Regions from separate parts of the Macaca mulatta genome. Here region 1 is linked to region 2. A link is a contact called in public Hi-C data. All regions are on one chromosome and are shown on one strand. Each heading gives the region's core, a stretch centred on a gene start, on an enhancer-like site or on the middle of the called end of the contact. The rest is flanking DNA. Distances are from core to core; before and after follow the strand shown. Region 1 holds the start of C1GALT1 (core 1 synthase, glycoprotein-N-acetylgalactosamine 3-beta-galactosyltransferase 1). Region 2 holds the start of MIOS (meiosis regulator for oocyte development).

Region 1 (5,499 bases), core at 1,620-4,119, 410 kb before region 2:
ACAATAACAAAATCTTATATAGAAGGAATATAGTCTTCCTCACCTAACAACAAATCCAGAAGTGGGACAGTCCAGAGCTGGTCAGTTTGGCCCTCCAAAGCAACCACGGACCTAGGCACCTCCGGTGTCCTACATTATTAATAGTGTCAGTGTGGCTTTTGTTATTATGGGTGAAATATGTCTGCTCTACATCCAGTATCATGTCCCTGTTTCAGGTTCAAAAAAATAAAAGGGGTGGGTACAGATCAAATGGCTAAAGCAATATTTATTGAGCCTCCTCTACAGAAATTCACTTTTATTTAATTGATAGTCACATGGCCAGCCATGACTTAAGAAAGTCTAGGAACATGAATATTTTTAACTGGACATGCTGTCACCCTGAAGAAATCAGAGTTCTACTAGTAAAGAAGAAAGGATATTGGTTTAGACAACCAGTAATGTCTACCGACCTACTCTAAGGAGCTTTAACATGCATTATTAAACACTAGACACAAGAAAAACAACAATACTCAGGTTTACCTGTGTTTCAAATATGTTTCAAATGGGAGAATCTGGTCAGTTTTGAGTCCCACATATAAAGTATATTTTTCAAAGTAACCACAACTTTTATTCTCTAATTGAAAATGTTAAAGAATTGGCTGACATTAGTGTTACTTCTAGGAATGTGTCCAAGGAGATAATTGCACAATTGTGCAACAGCCTGTGGATAAGAATGTTCATAAGAGACTTTTTTATGATAGTAAAAACTTGGAAACATAAATGTCAATCAATAGAATACTGGTTGGATAAATGATGGTATATCCATCTAACAGACACTATGCAACTTTTAAAAATAATGTTTTTCATGACTGTTGTTCACTGTGCAGATAATAAAATCCAATTTATGAAATATTGTATTTATATGTCTATATGTGCTTCTATTCTTAGAGAGATGCCTAGAAGAATGTAACACAAAATTTAAGAAATGGTTATCTCTATATTATGGGATTTGGACAGATTTTAACTTCTTTGCATTTTTGTTTAAAATTTTTCAATTTGTTTGCACAAGCACGTAGTGTTTTTATAAAACAATAGTTATTAGCTGGGTGCCACAGCCTATGCCTGTAATCCCAACTACTGGGGAGGCTAATGTAGGAAGATTGCTTCAGCCCTCAGCCCAGTTGCTCGAGGCTGTTGTGTGCATGATCACATCTGTGAATAGCCACTGCACTCCAGCCTGGGCGACACAGAAAGACCATATCTCTTTAAAAAAAGAAAAAAAAAAAGCTATTTTCAAAGAAAGGCAGGGTGGGAGCAGGGCTGATTTGGTCCAGTATTGTTTCCAGCAAGTAATTTTCCTGGATAAGGCTGTGGCTGACCTTATCTTAGGAAAGGGTTCTAATCTTTGCTCAATGGAAAAAAGTGTTATTCTTTATTCATTATAACTTTTAATAAAATTAAAATGAGAAAAGGAGTTGTGAGTTTTGGTTTCTATTTGGAACACTGACCTCTGAAAGGGTCTCCCTTCCATATTTTACAATGGGTGAAAGATATTGTGGAAAGGTGGAGGGGGAGGAGGCTGAGCAACAACTGTATACAAGTTGGGGAGGAGTAGAGGATGGAGGTAAGGATGTAAGGGAGAGAAGTCTGGACCCATGAGCCAGGGAAAGAGCAATAACCTGGACAGCAGGATAGCTGCACTTCTCTTCTAGCATGGACCTATCAGTTTATCTTTCTGGCCTTAGTTTTCTCATCTGAAAAATAAGACATCTGTATTAGAATCACTACATGTGCTTTATGTTTCACAATTCTTTTGGATATATTGATGCTATGTCCTGAGAAACTACACTACAGCTGAACCTAAGCAAATTAAAGAAAAAATAACAACAATAATGTATATTGTTTATTACTTGTCTCAGGCATTCTAAGTAACTTGCCAATAGGTAGAGGGACCAAGATGCCAGCCCAGGCAGTCTGATTTTAGAGCCCATACTCTAACAACCATGCTGTAGAGTACTAAAGAACCGCTTGGATAGGGCATTTAAAGGAAGCAGGATAGCTTTCCTATTCTGGAACTTGGTCTTGTAGATAATGGTTAATGCCAGTAAAGCTGATACCTTACCCTCACCTCATGACTATTATGGGGTTGCCTCAACAGGTGGCAGTCTCCTCCCCCTATTCCAAAGACAACTTCCTTATTCAGAGCCCAGTGAAAGGGGAAATAGGTTTTGTTAAGCCCCGAAGAAGCTCTTCTGGCCATTGCCCCACAGAACCGAAGTGCTGACAGAACCAAAGACGAAATGTGCCTACAGAAAGCTTTCTAGTATCATTATCTCGGTCATCATACATGATGACCCAGCACCCGTATGCATACTTCATCTTATTACTTCCTTTCATTAAGTCCAGAGAGATACTGAGTAAAGAGAGTACGAGGAAAGAACAGAAAAACAAATGAACGGGTTAAGAGCAGGCTACAGGCCACAAGAGTCCTGCAGGGTTAGAGCCTGTACCTCAGACAAAGATCCCTCAGTCATCCCCTTTTTCCTTCCCTGTTGTTGCCCTGCCTTCGTCCCCCTCAAGATCCGGAAGCAAGTGCATAACCTTATAGCAGGATCAGAAAGGTGGAGGGTAGCAGACACAAGCCGCAAGGGGGCTATAACGAAATCTGTTGCTCTTGGAAGACCGACTTCCCAGACCTCTTCGCATTAGGGCGGAGCGTGCGCCCGGCAGCCAATCCCCGGTTCCTCACGTCGCCGTATCCCCGCCCACCGCCCCTCCCGCTCCGCCCTTCCCTGGGGCTGGTGCGGCGGCGGAGACGTCAGCGCCAGGAGACTCCGGGTGGCGGCTGCGCCGTAGGCGGGCCACGGCTTGGACGCGCTGCGGGGAGGGGCGGAGCGAGCGGGCGGGAGCGCGCGTAGGGCCCGCCTTGGCCGCCGCTGCTGCTGCTGCCGCCGCTGCCGGGGAATAATCTGGGCGGCAGCGGGCGGCCTCGGCTAGCGGCCACGAGCCACTTCTGCGGCTGCCCAGAGAAGCAAAGGTCGCCGGTCCGAAGTCGTCCCCCTCTCCGCCCCCCAGGAGGGGCGAGAGGGAGCAGCAGCTGATGTCAGGTACGGCCGGCGGAGGCGCCCTCAGGCTGCGGGTCCAAGGTCTCGGCTCCCCTCGCCCTCTCCCCGCCCTCCCCCTTCTCCGGGTTGGTAGGGAAGCGTGGAGGATAGACCTAAACCCCGGGCGCGGCGGAACAGGTGTCTCGGGGTCAGAGCCGGGCTGGGGTCGTCCGGGCTCCTGAGGAAGGCGCGAGGACTTCCTGCTCCCGGAGTCTTAGCGATCTGCCACAGCGTCCGGGTGCGTACCCGGCCGCAGTTTTGTGGACTTGTAGCCTCCTCTTCGTCGTGGGTCCTTCCGTTGTGCCCGCTCGCGCCCCTCTTCTGCCGGCGCGCTGCCTGGCGGCGCCGCAGGGTGCAGAGTGCGCCCGGGCCGGACCACTTAGCGGTCCTGCCCCGCCGGGCCCTCCCGGTCCCTCCTCCCGCGCCCTCCCCGCCCCGCCGCTGACCTGGGGGTCCCGCCGGACTCGGCGCCCAGGTGTGGGGCACCTTCGCCGAGAGCTACTCAGCTGCCGCGCCGCCTGAGCGCCCAGCGAGCAGGCTCCTTCCAGAAGTGCCTGGAGCTTGCTTGGGGCTAGCTTGGATCATCAGGTTTGTCTGTGGCTGATTTATTTCTTTAAGTTTCCGTGCCGCAGAGTGAACCAGATACGTGTGTGTTGGGGCATTCGCTGCGTGGGGGAGGAAGAAAGGCATTAAAAAGAATTTTTTTTTTTTCATCTCCACCCCATTTTCCCCCAGCAAATTGTGATGGGATTAGTAGGTGTTGACAAGTTGTCCATATTGCTTTGAATTTGGGTAAGTTGTACACTCTTAAAACATGACCATAATTTAGCGCTGTGGATTTATTCTTTCCTAGCCCTTACCGTCTCCCCACCCCCACCGCCCCGCATTTAAAGCAAACAACAATATCAGCAACACAAAACCCACACATTCTAGAAAAATTCTCAAGATTTCTAACCTAGTTCTCTATATCCATTGTACATATTACTCGATTTCCGTTTCACGCTTTTTAAGATAGAAAACTATTGTGCTAACCATGGATTGATTTCATTATGAATTTAAAAGTTATAAATTTAGAATCATAATGAATCAGTGAATAATTAGGCCAGTGTGTAAGGGACAGAAATATGTTAACTTACTAAAAGTTGGGCATAGAACATAGCTTTGCCAGGAAAAAGTGTGCATAATTTCAAGTTGCTTGATTGTGGTGTGAGTTTGGGAAGTGGGAATCTGAGTTTTTAGAAGGTATTTAGATGACAGCTTTTCACCCTCTTAGGTAAATGTCAGATGAGCTTGATGCACATGATACTGTATGTTTTAAGTATTGTATATAGTAAACTATGCTTTCTACCAGCCTTTATATGTAGATGTACAGTTTAAGTGAATATAAGGTTTCAAGTTAGCAAACAGTTAACTCTTCACCTAATGTTGAGTAAAGCAATGATTTAGTCAGGAAAGTATGACTCATTTAAAATTCTTCATAAAGAGAATAATTTTTCAGTATTAGTGGAGAACCATTAAATGCCTCTCTTAAATTTGCCTGGAATTTGTATTTTTTTGTATCTTCCTACTTAGGATTAAGCATTTTAGAAATATTTTGTGTTTCCTATTTAAAGTTTTTCATAATTACTCTTTTTAAGACTAGACTACATTGAGTAAATTCAATATTCAGTTATTAAAATCGTATCACAAATTTATTTCAGGGTACATATAATGAATTCGTGTTTACCTAATAGAAATATGAAAAAGTATGTCACTAGGCATATGCTACTATTTGTATATTGATTTGTGCTAAAATTAAAATTGCATTATGCAGTTTAACTTTATAAGCCATGGTAATTTAAAGTAGAGTCTTTGTGTGGTAAAATTATTGATTGGAATTTTTATGACAGTGCAGCTATAAATAAACCTTAAGTAGAAAATGGAAAGCTTGATGCTGAAATTAAATTCAGATAGGCTTAAAAGTTTAAGCTTCCCAATACAACCATCTTTTCTTTTAGAAGATTTCTTAAGATTTGATTAAAGAGGCTGATGTACAAACTATAGCAAGGCTGAAAGAAAGGTATGACAAAAATCTTTTTACTCCAGATTCAGTGGGATTAAGTCATTCTTTTAAAAGAAGAAAGGGGGTGGAGTTGGGAAGGAGACTTGTTCATAAAATGAGAAATTAGCCTTTTATCTTGAAATCTGGTTAGAGAGGAACTCCAATGTGTACTTAAATTATTTTGCAGCTAATTCAAATGTCCAAGGGGAAAATATATGCCAACATCTGTAATGTGTGAGAATAGGAAGTGTACCTTGGAAAGAAAAAAATATATATATAAAGAAACTGGTGTTTGTGATCTAGGGAAGCACATAAGAAGGTGGGTGAAACTGAAAGGAAAGTCTAAATAAGCACCTGTAGTATGTGCTGCCTTGC
Region 2 (5,642 bases), core at 485-2,984:
AGTGCTAGAAGACTCTTCTCTTCCAGTTCCCACTGCCCTGTTCCCTTACCTGGCTAATCCCATACTCATCCTTCTTGTCTCAGCCTAGTAGTCCTTAAGGAAGCTTTGCTGACCCCGAAGCTGAGCGGGCGTCCCTCCTGTGTAGCACTGTGTTAGCCCTACCAAGTCAAGGCTCTCCTTGCCTGTTTCCTGCCCGGACCATGTCTTTTTACTTCACTCCTGTCTCCTAGGTATTCCAGCACAGTGCTGGGTACATAACAGGTGATCAAGACAAGTTTGTGGAATGACTGAGTGAATAAATCATTAACCAAATACCTTGGATCTCCTACTACATCATTTGCAAAAAAAAAAAAAGTTTAATAGAAATTAAGATGGACCCAGTGAGCTAGAGTGTGCGACCCTGCTTGAAAACGGCAGAGTGGTTCTGAGAAGCAGTCCCAGCCTAGGAACCCGGGGATCCGGCCTGTGGACCCACGGGCGGGGCCAGCGGGGTGCACAGGCGCTTTCGGGCGGAAGGCGGGGCCTCCCGGCCAGTGACCCCGCCCCGAGGCGCCTACCGGGCGGGGGAGGGCGGGACTCGCGGCGGGAAACTCCCCTTCCAAGGCGCGGCTGCGCGTCCCCGAGGCGTGGTGGTAGGGTCGTGGGCCCCAGCCCAGTGGTCCAGGTCACGGGCCGCGCCGCCGCGGCCGCCATCTTGCCCGCGTCCGGGCGCCTGCGGCAGGAGGGGCGGTGTCCCGGCCGGAAGCGGCTGTGCGGCGGCCGCGCTGCCACCTCAGGTCAGTGAGTTCGACCCGGCCCGCGTCTCGGGTCTCGGGAGCGCAGCGGCCGCAGCTAGGGGCCCGAGATAGCCTAGTTGAAAGGCTCGGGCGTCTGGGCGGGGAGCGCGTTCCGCGCTGTGGGGTAATCGCGCCGGGCGGCCAGCCGGTCGGGCCTCCGCGGGAGCCACCGGGGGCTGCGGGCGGCCGCGGGACCTGCGGGGACCTCCTCGGGGCGCAGAGGCCACGCTACAGCCTTCACCGCGGCAGGCTTGTGGGGAGCGGCGTCCCCGCCTTTCCCGGGAGGCTCAGCCAGGTGCTTGAAGCGGGAGAGTCGGATTCAGACTCCTGCTTTACCTGGAATAGCAACGTGCCCTGTTGCCATTGTACCCTCTTAAATACTGTACTTCTTAAACGGCCTATCTCCCGGTGAGCTCTGTTCTCTTCACATACGAGTAGTGAAAATTCCTTAAGAGGATGAATGAAACCTCACACATGTGGACTTTGCTGAATTGGTTAGCAAATGACTGCTTTTGCAGGCCTTTTGTATATTTTAAGGGAAATTTGGGTATGTGCAGTGCATCTCCTGGAAGATGCTGATGGTGGAAATTTCTTGAAACCGCTCTCGTAATTTGCCATGGTAAGAAAAGTAAAAGACAGCATCAAAAAGCATGTGATTGGATACTTTGTACACTTAGTAGTATTGTAATGTGTTGGACTTCACTGTCCAGTAGCCACATGGTATTGAGATGTGCTGTAAGTGTAAAATACACATCGGATTTCCCAGAGTTGGTGCCAGAAAAAATGTCAAAATCCTCACTAATAATTTTTGCATTGATTACATATTGAAAGGATAATGCCGTTGATATGTTGGTTAAATAAAATATGTTTTTAAATTTAATTCCACCTATTTTTACTTTTTAGATGTGACTACTGGAAATTTTTAAATCATATGGCTCACACTGTATTTCTTTTGGACAGTGCTGTTACAGATATTCTGATGAATAAACACAGAATGAGCATGGCTTTCCTTTGCTGATAAGTCACTGATGGGAAGTGAGACTTGTTAAACTTGAAAGGTGAGGATATAAATACAAGCTATACTTATTGCAAACCGCACCCCTTCTGCACCTAATTTTTTAATGTCTCCAACATTTGGAAAAAACATTAACTTTCAGGGCTGATTACGGGAATGGTAGTGATACTAACATCTATGTGATGTGAAGAGTTCATTTCAGTTGATGTCACAACTTTGTGAGATGGAAATGGGATAGATTTTATCTCGGTTTATGGTTTTGGAGTATTACAAGATTTGTTAGGATTTGAACTGGGGAGTGGCTGTAGGATTTCTGACTCTATATTGTTTTCTTTACACCAGATTCTTGGTGATGTATGTTCATGATCAAGGAACTGTTTATCCTGTGTATTAGATGGTGAAAAAAGTACACTTCTTAAAAGGGTGGACATAGATGCACCTCTCTATACAGGGTTACTCTTATAATGTGCAACCTGTGCAGTAGCGCATAGTCCAGCATTTATAATGGCTAGCACTTATTTTAATGGCTAGTCTGCTATCACTGTCTTGACTTTTTAAATAAGGGGCCCTGCATTTTTATTTTGCACCACGCCTTGCGTATTGTGTAGCTGATCCTTTCTCTTTGCAGTAATCTAGGATGGAAGTTGAGAGACCCTGGACAAGCACCCAAACATCTGGTCTTCACTTTACTGTTACGTAAAGTGAGAAGAATTAGTCTTTTTCTCTCAAGTTTTGATTCTGTATGAATTACTGTCATCAGATTTAGTGGATGGCAGTATAAATATTTTAGGTGCATGACAATGGAAGAAATGCTGATATTCTCCGTTGAGAGTCATGTGAATCAAAGTTCTAAAATTTACGCTACAACTCGTATTTTGTGTTTTGTAAGATGGATTTTTCTATGTGGCATCAAAATTGCTTACCATAGACCATTGGTATAAAGAGTAGGGTTGTGGAATGAAGGCCTGAAGAGTGTGTTTATTTAAACATTGATTTTTCAATGAGATGGGAAAATGGGGCAGATCTCATGATGTCAATTAAGAGGTTTCCTTTGTGGTGGTATGAGTGTGAAACCTTACTTGGCAGTATCTGTTCCTTTTCTTTGCTGTCATAGCTGCTGCCTATCACATGAGGTGCCCCTTTTCCTCCTCATTCTTAAATTTTTTAACCTCTTTAAGGTTGGGCTTAATTTTATCACTATAGTGCAGGTTTTTTTTTAGACCAGAGACTTCATCTGCTCATGTTTGCTGCTGTGTTCCCAGCTTTATGACAGCGCCTAGAACATAGAAGGTGCCCAATCTTACAGAATAAATGAAGTATGATAGCAGACACTTAAATATTGGCTGGAGCCAGCCTCTCCTATGAAGGGTAGAAGTGGAAGCATGAGGAAATAGGTAAAACTTGGAGATACCAGTTGTGAGAAGTGTCAGAGGGATCATTCAACACATGCATTTATTTAACAAATGTTTATTAAACTTCCTACTGAGTGTCTAGCACTGTACTGGGGACTAGAGGTACAGTGGAACACAAAAAAATACTTCACCTGCTCTCATGGAGTGTATAATCCAGTAGAAGAGACAGAAATGGATGATTAAAGGGAAAGAATACTGTTTAATGACAGTGTATGTCTGAGTAACCTGACCTCGACTAGGGAGGGGATGGAGGGTGGTTGATGTCAAGGTTGAGCAGGTATTAACTTGACCCAGAAGGCAGAGAACTATGCTTTAACCAGAGGAAACATCATTTGCAAAGGTATGGTGATGGGGGAGGAGGGTATACTCTAGGAATTGAAAAGGACAGTGTAAAAGGACAGCAAGAATGTTGTGCCACAAGGCCGATGCAGTAGGCAGAGACCAAAAGCATTTAGGGTTTTGTAGGTTAGGTTGAAGATTTGGAATGCTATAATAAGAGCAGCTGGAGACCATTAGAGGGTTTTAAGCAAGGAAGGATAGCCTGGTCAAAGTTGTGTTGTAGAAAGATTTTTACTCTGATATTCTATAAAGCAATATTTCCGAAGGGCCCAGGGGAAAGATGAATAAAAGAAAAACTGCCAGCACCGCACACCAGATATGTTGTATACCTTAATTTACTGAAATCAGTTTTCAGAGGCTTGAGACTATCCTCAGTGTGGTAGCACTTGGAAGCCTGAATGAGGAGACAAGATGATAAATAATTGGGTAAATGACTGGCAAACGGCAAACCCAAAGTGACAAGTAAATGAAGACATTGAGGGTGCTAGTAAGAATATAATTGAAATGATTGATCTTGGGCTTGAGAAATGCTAAAGAAGGAAATAAAATCAGTATAAGAATTCCTTAATCAGCAGTCCCCAACCTTTTTGGCACCAGGGACCGGTTTCATGGAAGACAGTTTTCTCACAGACGAGGGATGGGGTGGTTTCAGGATGATTCAAGCGCATTACATTTATTGTGCACTTTATTTACATTGCACTATATAATGAAATAATTATACAACTCACCATAATGTAGAATCAGTGGGAGCCCTGAGCTTGTTTTCCTGCAACTAGATGGTCCCATATGGGTGTGATAGGAGACAGTGACAGATCATCAGACATTAGATTCTCACAAGGAATGCACAACCTAGATCCCTGTCATGTGCAGTTCACAGTAGGGTTTGCACTGCTGTGAGAAACTGATACTGCTATTGATCTGACAGGAGGTGGAGCTCAGGCGGCAGTGTGTGAGATGAGTGGCTCTAAGTAACAGATGAAGCTTTGCTCCCTTGCCTGCTGCTCACCTCCTGCTATATGGCCTGGTTCCTAACAGGCCAGGAACCAGAACTGGTCTGCGGCCCTGGGAATTGGGGACTTGTGGTCTAAATAATATGAGTCTATTTTAGACTGGTAATTCCTAACTGAAACTTTTGCAAGACTGATAATTCCTAACTGAAACTGAAAATTATGTTTGAGTTGAACTATTTAGTATATCTTTATTAGGAGTCTCTGCCAGGCTGTATATATGGCACTAAGGATAGAGAGGTAAGTGAACCATAGCTTTACCCTATGTGAACTGACAACATAGTTGTACAGATACCAATTGCAATGAAGATTTTAAGTATGTTTATTCATTTTGAATCTAAACTATTACCTTTTGCCAACCTCAGAAACAGGCATTTAAATTTTTTTAGACAACCTTAATTATTGAAACACCATTTTAAACTATAGCTATATTTAGTTTGTGTGCTTCTACTGCTAGAATATTTATTTTTTTGCAAAAATTCTACTTTAACACTTATTCAAAGTTTGTAGAACCGAAAACTGAAAGAGCCTCTAATGATCACTTAATTCACTTTCTCAAGAGTGTGGTATGTGCGTACCACTGGTCATAAACAGGATGCTTTGTAGATAAAACACAATCAAGCATTTTTAATAGTTATATATTTCAGTGTAGGTTAAAAAATATATTTAACATAGCATACCATGATTCATGGACCTTATGAAGAGATTAAAATCAATTTTCAGATTTTAAAAATGAGTCAGTTTAAAGAAAAATATTAATGGCACAGGTGTTACATGACTGGAGTTCGGGAAATACTAATCTAAACCAACTCCTGCATTGTGTAGATGAGAAAACAAAGGGGTTCCCCACACACAATGACTTTTCTGAGGCATATAACTAATATATGGCAGAGCCAGGACTGGAACTCAGGTTTGTTCAGTACATTCCAGTGTTTATTCTGCCATACAAGGCTGATGCTTATTACTGAAAGTTGAAGAAACCTCTGTCTTAGTATGGCATTGTACTTTAAATCTCCATTGTTTGTTATGATAGCCACAGATGGTTATTTATATTAAAATTTGTTAAAATTAAGGTTTAAAATTTGAACTAGTC

The links. Hi-C and Micro-C count contacts between places; a contact is called where the count stands out from the background.
Region 1: a contact with region 2 is called in a Hi-C map of liver, with 2.6 times the contacts expected there. The contact joins the promoter of C1GALT1 here to the promoter of MIOS in region 2.

What each region holds. Positions count from the first base shown.
Region 1 is chr3:121,360,125-121,365,623 of T2T-MMU8v2.0, reverse strand. C1GALT1 (core 1 synthase, glycoprotein-N-acetylgalactosamine 3-beta-galactosyltransferase 1) reads left to right here and starts at 2,869. Exons shown (of 5, transcript XM_077997025.1): 1 at 2,869-3,086. LOC114676982 (a long non-coding RNA gene) reads right to left here and starts at 3,665. Exons shown (of 2, transcript XR_013415450.1): 1 at 3,530-3,665.
Region 2 is chr3:120,946,945-120,952,586 of T2T-MMU8v2.0, reverse strand. It overlaps MIOS (meiosis regulator for oocyte development), which reads left to right and starts at 1,734. Exons shown (of 11, transcript NM_001257861.2): 1 at 1,734-1,834. LOC106997522 (a long non-coding RNA gene) reads right to left here and starts at 665. Exons shown (of 3, transcript XR_001443720.3): 1 at 558-665.